2 separate regions of the Takifugu rubripes genome follow, and region 2 is linked to region 1. The links are chromatin contacts, called in public Hi-C maps. All regions are on one chromosome and are shown on one strand. The core of a region is the stretch at or near the end of the contact, and the rest is flanking DNA. Distances in the headings are between cores, read along the strand shown. Region 1 holds the start of rttn (rotatin). Region 2 holds the start of cbln2b (cerebellin 2b precursor).

Region 1 (4,760 bases), core at 758-3,257:
GGGCAGTTGTGTGTAGACAGGCACTATGCAAAGACTCTAATTACCAGCCCCTATTAGGCTTGATCAGGCTGCCTCTGCTTGATGTGTTGGAGTGGGGTGGGGGTGTTGGTGAGATGTGGGCTTACAGCTCATAGCACCAAGGACACATTAGAGCAAGGGTGCAACAGTTTTGACAAAGTAAATTAGGCCAGGCAAGAAAACTTTGGTTTGATATTTGTAACCAGACAAATATCCAGGCTACCTTGTTGTGCTAGGATTGTTGTATTAGCAGGCTGGTTAACAGGAATTATGAGTCTTATAGGACCATAAATTTTGCATGGTGTTGTGAAGGCTGACTGATGAATCTTGTGCTTCAGGATCAATTTTTCAAAATTCATTTATGTACCATTTAATCGACTAACATGGAGCAGGCATTGTTGCAAATTAGCTGCCTGATTTGTTTTGCTGTTGCCTCCGAGTGCTGTAACTGGACCCAATGGGGGCTTGTTGGCTTGGGCAGATGGTGGGTGGGGGTGAGACCCACCCTTATATACTCGATGCTTTCAGTGGAGTGGAAAACCTCAAACAGCAGGTGTGTCAAACAGTGACGGGCCGGGAGGACCACTCAGGTTCTGCCTCTGAATAGCAAACACAGTACCTCAAATTTGCAGAATTTCACAGTTTCACAGAAAGAAAATGTCTGATCAATATTATGAAAATCAAGGGATGTTGTTTTTCTTGCAATAATAAGACATATTAGAACCATGTAAAAAAAAACAACAACGTGTGGGCCTGAAAATGGGCCCCTGAGGAACACCACCGGTCAAAGTTTGTTTTTTTAAATCACAATATCCATGTTTGCCGTTCATTGAGAAACAAACACAGGATTCAATGATTTGTGCTGAATCACTGTGGTTCAGTTTGTGTCATGTTTTAGGTGGAAATCTGAGATGATGCTGTGTCAACAGTAAAACTGGCAAAAAAAGGGGTTTAAATTGTGATTATTTTAACCCATTCAGGAAGCTTGGGATGTTGCATTTGAGGCACTTTGCAAAATTTGTAAAATGACTGTGTTTGAAAACAGTAAAAAGGATAGACATACAAAACAATTTGAAAGGGGCTCAATAATTATATGCTTTTACAGTTACATCTCTGATCTGTAGAGAAATAAGAAAAAACAACAACTAAATGTTTAGCTTTCCATAAGAAATTTGTCATTCAGCCCATGATAAAAGAGGCTGCATAAGAGTAAAATTACTTTGAAGGGTTAATAAAACAGGAAAGCTCAAGTTGAATCTCATTTAAGGGTGAACAGTGGAATTTTCAGTATGAAGCCAAATTAATTAGGCTGAATTCCCACCCAACAATTAAAAGCTGTGTGGTTGTATTATTATATTAAATCATCATTTGCAAATTTTGTTAATTATCACACTGCCCGCCAATGATTCACGCGCCACATCTCAAGTGGGAGCTGCTGTTCAAATGGATTAACACTGCTTTCACGTATGTGTTCAGAGGCAATGCACAGCATTGTTTTAAAAAAACCATGCATCATGTAAAACAGGGCTGCTCCATAAAATTTGTCCCAAAAAATCATTTTACGACAGAAACATGTTTGAAAGGACCGATCCTTGGGAGGCACTTATTGTCAGTTTGGATTTAACAAAAAATATATACATTTGCTCGTTTACATTCTATTATTAATATTATTAATATTAATTTTTTTTCTGTCTCTTTACTCTGCATTCGCTGCTACTATAATTCAATTTCCCCACGGGGATGAATAAAGTCCATCTTAATCTTAATCTTAATCTTATTATTATTATTATCATTATCATTATCATTATCATTATTATTATTATTATTATTATTATTATTATTATTATTATTATTATTATTGATAATAATAATAATTTTACAAACGTAAGTAAATGACTGGGGACATTATCTTTCTTCACACTCTTGAGGGGCAGTTTTCCGACCCAGTTTATGACCATGAACGCCTCCTGCTCCTCGACAGGAAGTGGATTGTCGCTGGCGCGGTTGTTGAAAACGGTCCCGCTGGCGCTGTTGACAGAAAATCGAATAACTACAACATAGAAAACTACAAATGTTCCAGGTTTTATAGTTCCTTTTTACCCGCAGAACAGTGCTCAACGTTGAACATGGAGTTATCTTCACTTATTAAGAAAACAGGTAAGCTAACACAGTAGCTAAACACTTGTAGCGTGTAAAATTACATTACGAATACATTATAGCTTGTATGCTAACGATAGCATACAAGCTATAATGTAATTACATGTACAATTTTATAAAGGCATGGCCTTTAATATTAAAAGGCAGATAAACTTTTCTGATTGTCTGCCCAGTATTAATTAGCTATTTCAAGTAAAAAGTTCTTATTCCCTTCTCGTGAATTCGTTACTACCGTTGTAATAAACTAGTCTATTCTTTATATCTCAGGCCATTCTTTGGTGGAGATAAGAGTCCGGGCGCTGAAGAGCATCATGTGCAAGTTGGACTATTCCCTGATCTCGGTCTCTGACATTGTCCAAGAAAAGATGTTATTTGTGCATCTTCTCGAATGGTTCAACTTTCCCCAGGTGCCAATGCAGGAAGAGGTCTTGGAGTTGCTCTCAACTTTAGCAAAGGTAACAGTAATGCATGTGGGTGCTGACACAATACATTTATCACAAACAAATCTGGCTGCTGTATTATAACACAAAGCACCATGATTTGTGACTACAATTAATTAAGAGCAAATTTTTATTTCCATTTTTCATTTGGTCCTCTGAAGCATCCCAGTGCAGCCCAGATGCTTAGAGACATTGGGGCTGTGGACTTTCTCATCCACCTGTCTCCTAATGTGGAACCCAGACTGCGAGCTGTCATTGATGGAACCCTGGACCAGCTGTTCCACCTTCCTGAGTTACTCCCCAGTCATGCAGTGTTGTCCTCGCATGGACAGCACAGCACAGCTCCAACAGGTGTTGCATCTTACAGCCTGAAGAGTCTTTGTTTTGATGCTGTTTTATGAACAGATAGAGGGCTAGAATGGTATAAGCAGGCTGATCTTGTGACTTGAAATACATTATACGTTAATGCATTATGCGTCTTTCTAGCACCCACTTCCCTTGCACACCAGGAGCAATTTCCAAAGATGGGCTATTTCCATACAACCAGGCCAAGTCAAACTGATGTTTCACTTCAGAGAATAGCAGGTGCCTGTGTTTGAATGGCTCCTTTAAAATATATGTCATCTAGAAATGCCCCTGTTTACATGTTTTATTTTGTGTTATGCAGTGCACAAATCTGTGAAATGTCTCAAGTTTTCTGTGTTCCCGTGGCTGACACTGTCCAACACAGACAGACACATTCTGTCGTCAAACGAGAGGTTAGAGATAAGATACGTACTGTTCATCCAAAATGACATTCAAGTTAAATTTACATTTCTGTATACTGAACAGTTCTCTAAAGAGCAGCAACCCCAACTTGATACGGACCACATGTGAACTGCTCTGTGATGTTATTATGCAAGACTTTCCTGCTGAGATCTTCCTGCAACGACCCCAGATTTTTAAGGTATCATTATATAACCACGATTTCATGCTAAAGCTGTAAACAGTAAGCTTCGCTTTAAAAAAAAAAAAGAAAAATGTTGTCTTTGTTGGAAACACATTTTATTTGGATTCTTAGATACAATTGAGGAGGTCTAGGGTGCCTCACCTGCTTATTTATATGATTTATTACCGTTCATTATTGATGTGAGTCAGGTTGTTGCAATTGTTAGCTACCAGTACAATCCACAGGATGATCACTCTGCACACTGTCAAAATGACATCTTGTCAAATAGGGTCCTTGAACAAAACAGCAATTTATAATTCAGCGCCCCTGATCCAGCAGGAGGTTGTGGAGGTCCTCGGAGGGTTAATTTGCTTCAGCAAGCACTAGATTGCTTTGAGGATGTCGTTTGGTCTTGACGTACCTCTGCAGTGGTTTAAAGTCCTTGGTTGACTGCTGGTCATTCCTCTTTCAGCCTCCTATCAGAGATCCTACTATATGTCTTCTGAAGAATCACAACTTATGAGGAAAAGGAACTTGCCTGTTACAATCTAATCACTGAAGTAAACAAACCTGCATTTGGGACAGCTGATGCCAACTGTCAGTCATGACACTGGCATGTTTTCTCTTTTAAAACTGACTGTTGTAAAGGAAAACAGTTGGACTGATTTTTTGACATTTTATCAGAGTCCTGCCAACAAGTTACATGCCTACGGTCACCCAGCAACTGCAGCAACAAAAATAATCATCATATGGAAGAATTTTGTCCTTTTAGACTTGCTCCTCCTCTGAGTTGCTTACGACAAGAGCTATTAAGCTAAATGACTTAGCTTTAGACACGTGATGTCATTAGCTGCAGAGGGCAGGGAATCTGAATTTGGAACAAATTGCTCTTTAAATAATTCAATTCCACCACCTTCCCTTTCGTATTCAACGGGGCTTTGTATTTTTGTATTGGTCCAACTGGAGGAATGGCGGAAATTTATCTAACCAATATATGTCACTGTCTTCAGAAATCCGCACAACAGCGTTACTGAACTGAAGGAATTTGCCCCTCTATTTAACAGAACCTTTTGTCCCTGTTGAGACTGGGTTCGAGTAAAGGTGAAGCAGGCTTCCTGCACTTACAGGCTCTCTCCTGCCTGCGGCAGCTTTGTGTCGGACTCAGGAGGAGACTCCGCTTTCATCAGGATCCAAGCTTCTACTCTACAAAGCAAGGT
Region 2 (5,078 bases), core at 2,415-4,914, 170 kb before region 1:
ACTTTGACAAGCTCTGCCACAGGCCTGTCTCCTTTCCAGTGTGCCTATGGGTATCAGCCACCCCTCTTCCCAGCCCTGGAGAAGGAGGCCTCTTGCCCGTCCCTTCAAGCCTTCCTCCATCGCTGTCGTCGGACCTGGGCCCGAGCCAGAGCCTCCCTCCTCAAGACTGCTGGCCGCTACTCCTCTGCTGCCAACCGTCATCGTTCCCAAGCTCCAGAATATCAGGTGGGCCAGAAGGTCTGGCTCTCCACCCGGGACCTTCCACTGCGGGTGGAGTCCAACAAGCTGGCTCCCAAGTTCATCGGACCGTTCCCCATCGAAAGAATAATCAATCCTGTGGCAGTCAGGCTCAAACTTCCCCGGTCCATGAGGGTTCACCCAACCTTCCATGTGTCCAGGGTCAAGCCTGTCCGAGAGAGCCCTCTGGTGCCTGCTGCTCCTCCACCGCCTCCTCCTCGCTTCGTCGATGGGGGACTCACCTATGCTGTGCGCCGCATCATCCGCTCCCGTGCTCGTGGCAGAGGCCTGCAGTATCTCGTCGACTGGGAGGATTATGGCCCAGAGGAAAGATCTTGGGTTCCTGCTTGTCACATTTTGGACCGACAGCTCCTCCGTGACTTTCATCGGCAGCATCCTGATCAGCCCTCTTACGACATGATCAGGGGCTTCCCTCGTCGAGGGGTGCGTGCTGTCGGCCCTACTGCTGCTCCTGAGCTAGAGGAGGATTCCCGGTCGCAGACGGGAGATCTGCAGGTGACCTTGTCCTCCTCTCAGGAATTCTAACCCGCCTTCCAGTTTCCCCCTCCTCCCACCCTGGCTCATGGGACTTTTTGGGGACGTCGGGAGCCGTCCCTTGAGGGGGGGGTTCTGTCACACTCTGCTCCAGCCCATGGACTCAGTTCTTTTCCACTCCCCTGCTCACACCACACCCACTGATCACACACCTGCCCTCAGTCACTGATCACACACCTGCCCTCAGTCACTGATCACACACCTGCCCTCAGTCACTGATCACACACCTGCCCTCACTCATCCATCAGTTCACCTACCAGTATATATTCTCCAGCCTCAGACTCACTCGGTGCCAGATTGTCTCTGCTATGCATGACCAACGTTTACCTGCCTGTCTTCCCGGAATCGACCCTGCCTGTTTACGACCTGCCTGTTCTGCCTGACCCCCGGTAAATTAACTCTGTCTTCTGTTTTGACCACGAGCTCAGCCGGTCTCCCTCTGGATTGTTTGCCTGATTCTGCCTGCCTCCCGGTTACTGAACTTTTGCCTGCCTCGACCAAGTCCACTGCCCCGCCCTCGAACTGTTCTTTGTTTGCCAGATTGCAGTTAATAAACCAGTTGACTGATCATCAGTTCTTTGCCTGTTGTGTACTGCACTTGGGTCCATACCATACCCGTCACAAAAAAAGGTTTTCATGGAGCCATCCTATTGGAGGCAGGTAAATCTCCAAAGCTGTTGTGGAAAACAATTATCGCTGTGTTTCTGGCTGTTAGACCAGGAAAAACATGGGTCAGAAGCACATATCTGGGAAACATGATCAGAGGAAATCTTTGTTTTTAGTAAATATGAACCAGAATCTCTGAGACAAAACTGTCACTGATCAAAGACGAAGGAGCCGACGTTTGGGTCAGCATCTTCTGTTCTTTACATCAGATGGACGCCTTTCTATCTATTTTGCAATGGCTTTGGAATTCTAGAAAACATTTTACAAAAAGACTGAGCGTCACTGTTCAACATATCCCTCTAATCTTCTGGGCCCATTGCCTGGTCACTATTTGCACAGGTCTGTGCAGGGATGTACGTCCCAGACCCGCAACAAAAGGGCAACAGTGCAAAGCGTGCGTGCATGAAACGTGGAATGCCATAGCACTGCATATCCAGCAGTCTTTGTAATGTGTTTATTTTGGATGTTGGATATTTAACATCAAAAGATTTGTGATGTGTTGTGTAGCCCCACAAACAATGACAAATGTATTTTAACCATTTTATTTTATTTTTTTACTTTTTTATCAGAAGAATCACTATCAAATTCCTTCAGCATATATCCTATGTGATGTTCCTCACACCTGCAGACTAAATGAACACAAACACTTTACCACCACCTGCTTTAACCTTTTTCTGGGTGTGTAAAAGCCAAATGGGGAAGACTGAAGCTACTTTCCTGCCTTGTTATGCTCAGATAGAGGTCACAACTTCTTGATGAAACAGGAGACATGAAACAAATCCGTAGCTCTGACGTTTACTCCAGTGCTCTGCTGGAGAAATACACTTAACTTGTTTAGGAGTTTGACCCCATTTCAAAACATTCGCTTCTCATCGCACACGAGCAGATGGACGAGCGGACAGATGGACACAAACCACTTTAGTGGATATTTTAGACCTTGTGAGACATATGGTGGCATTAGCATAGGGGAGAGGACTGGAACCTTGAACACACTGATTCATTTTGGAAAATAAAAATGACAATGCAAAATTTGCCTTTGTAGATGATAAGCTCCCATATTTGCAATGAAGAAGATGTCGCTCTTGAGACCCATCACATGATCGACCTCCCCTTTTCAGGATGCCGGCAGGCTCTGCTGGCTGTCAGGGAAAATAACCATAACGCTCCTGTCAGTCTGGCCAATCAGCCTGCCTGATGGAAGAGAAACCCCTTTCAGGGCAATGGCAGAGACTGGTATGGTTATGCCATTTAGGCCACATCTCCTCCCTCTGCAAGTTTGACATTTGATGATTTTTGTGGCTGCATGTCCCTTCGCAGGCCCGAGGTCAGCTGTGGCTCTCGGATACCTGATGTCACTCTTCTGCATGGTTTGTCAGTCAGATGTGACAGTGCAAGATTTGTCAAATGGTGGTGGGAAAAGGGGCGAAGGATTAGTGTGACTCACTGAGATTTGGTTTAAATAAAGTGTGCACTATTTATTTTGTGAATGAATTTACAAAGATGTTATACAGTATATTAGTCTCTCCCTGGCAAATCTTCATAACCCTGATGATGTCCAAGACCATACTTTGCCCTTCAATGTGTCAGGCCTTGAATAATGCCACCAGTATACTTAACTGGCCAAATGACAGCTTGTTAAAGGTCTAGCATGAGGGTTCACTTTCTTTGAAGCCCACTTGCAGACAGTTCAGCTGCTCAGAGCACTGATAAGGCCCTGCTACATAGCCCTTCAAAGGCTTGTGACATAGCATGAATTGGAAAAGAAAGGATGCTATGGAGAGGTGCAGGTCAGTTGTAGTGGGTATTTTCAGAAGTTTCACCTGCTTTCAATTGATCAATGGCATGCTTAGTTAAGTGTGATGTGCATTTGGAATATTCTACTGATCCACCGGTGTACATCTATGAATAAAACATGCTGATCACAGAAAGTAGACATTTTTAATGGCTTATATTTGGATTTTTGGTGATGTTTTTAATTCTAAACTCACGATGTAGTAATAAAAGCTACCACTGGGTGTCGCACAAAGATCTTAATTGAACTCATAAAATTGTCGCTTGAAGTCCCAAATGAGGAATATGTACATGCATGTCGAATGTGACATGCCATGGCAAGGTAACTCCCCCTCGTTTAAGATTATTCAGAGAGAAATATAAGAGAATCCCAGCATATAAATGACGGACCAAGAGAGCAGGAGATCTCTGTGCTCTCATGGGGCCCCCTAAGCGTCCAACGCCGAACTAATTAATGCGTAAACAAACCCGATCAGTCCACGCGTGTGCTCCTCCACTGTGGGCACCCTTGGAGGACTCTCGCTGGCAGCGCACGCATGCAGAGAATGGGCGTGAGTTTGTCCCTCGAAAGGGAGCCCAGAGAGTGTTGCTTTTTAGCACCAGTGATCTGAGCGCTCACTTCACAGTCTGCGGGAGACAGTGCGTGCGCGTACCAGCGGGATGGAGAGCACAGGTGGGTCTTAGAAAATCTTTTGAACACGAATTTTGATTCATTATTTACAAGAAATACCTGAAAAGTATTTCATTTTTGTTGGACATTAGGTTAAAGCGATTGGTAATTTGAAACAAAGTGGGATTTAACGGCAAGATCACAGCATTTCACCAAGCATTTTATACAATCAGATTAATAAAAGATTGCAAATATATATTTCATACGAGTTTTTTTTAATTAGAAAGAGAAAAAATATTTTACATGAAAATATTACGCACAGCTTTCTTAACTAAACAAAAAAGGATTTTCGGTGTTGTCTGACATGAAACCTCATATCAATTTACATCCTCATTTAACAGGATTTCTAACCACAAGCGCCTGAATACTCCCCCAAAATCGACTAAGACGCGCAGGAGGGAGGGGAGTCTCAGCCGGTCTGAGTGCGTCTGTGTGTCAGGGGGTGTTTGAGAGAGTGAGAGAGAACCACAGAGAGAGGAAGAGAGAAAACGGAACGAAGAGGAGAAAGGAGTAAGTCTGGACCCGTTGATCGAGTGCTATAACAAACCTCAAAGGGGCTATCGGTTTGTGCGGAAGGGATCAGTGATCCGACCATGGTGCCCGTGCGCTGTCCGGGACCCTGTGCCATGCTGGCTCTGACACTCCTCTTGGGATGCGGCGTTGCTTTCTGCCTCGGCCAGAACGACACGGAGCCCATCGTCCTGGAAGGAAAGTGTCTCGTCGTGTGTGACTCGAACCCGTCTTCGGACGGCGGGGTCACCTCCTCACTGGGCATTTCAGTGCGCTCCGCTGGGGCAAAGGTGGCTTTTTCCGCCGTGCGCGGGACCAACCATGAGCCGTCAGAGATGAGCAACACGTCCATGACCATCTACTTTGACCAGGTTGGGCTTTCTCTTGACCTTATGAAATACAGCCATCATTTACTGATTTATCGTTTCTAATCTGCAGATTTGTAAATAGTACAATCCAGAAAAAAGAACCTCCTTGATTAAGTTCATATTTAGTGGACAAAGCATCGTAGTTAAGGTCTGTGATATCTGAGCCATGACGCGAAAGCGCTTTCTTTAAAGTTGTGCGTAATTGGCACAATTTGGAGATGCACCGCAGAATCATTTTGATGTGCGTCTTGGCTCTGGGCTGAGCTAACATTACAGATTTG

The links. A called contact is a pair of places that touch in the nucleus more often than the background predicts.
Region 2: a Hi-C map of an unstated tissue shows a contact between it and region 1, with 4 times the contacts expected there. The contact joins the promoter of cbln2b here to the promoter of rttn in region 1. A contact is called at or near these places in 2 of 2 Hi-C or Micro-C datasets (muscle and an unstated tissue).

What each region holds. Positions count from the first base shown.
Region 1 is chr10:3,419,191-3,423,950 of fTakRub1.2, reverse strand. It overlaps rttn (rotatin), which reads left to right and starts at 2,007. Exons shown (of 50, transcript XM_029842546.1): 1 at 2,007-2,175; 2 at 2,443-2,630; 3 at 2,777-2,966; 4 at 3,102-3,200; 5 at 3,283-3,373; 6 at 3,447-3,561; 7 at 4,608-4,758. The coding sequence starts at 2,145.
Region 2 is chr10:3,592,231-3,597,308 of fTakRub1.2, reverse strand. It overlaps cbln2b (cerebellin 2b precursor), which reads left to right and starts at 3,664. Exons shown (of 4, transcript XM_003976205.2): 1 at 3,664-3,922; 2 at 4,261-4,800. The coding sequence starts at 4,513.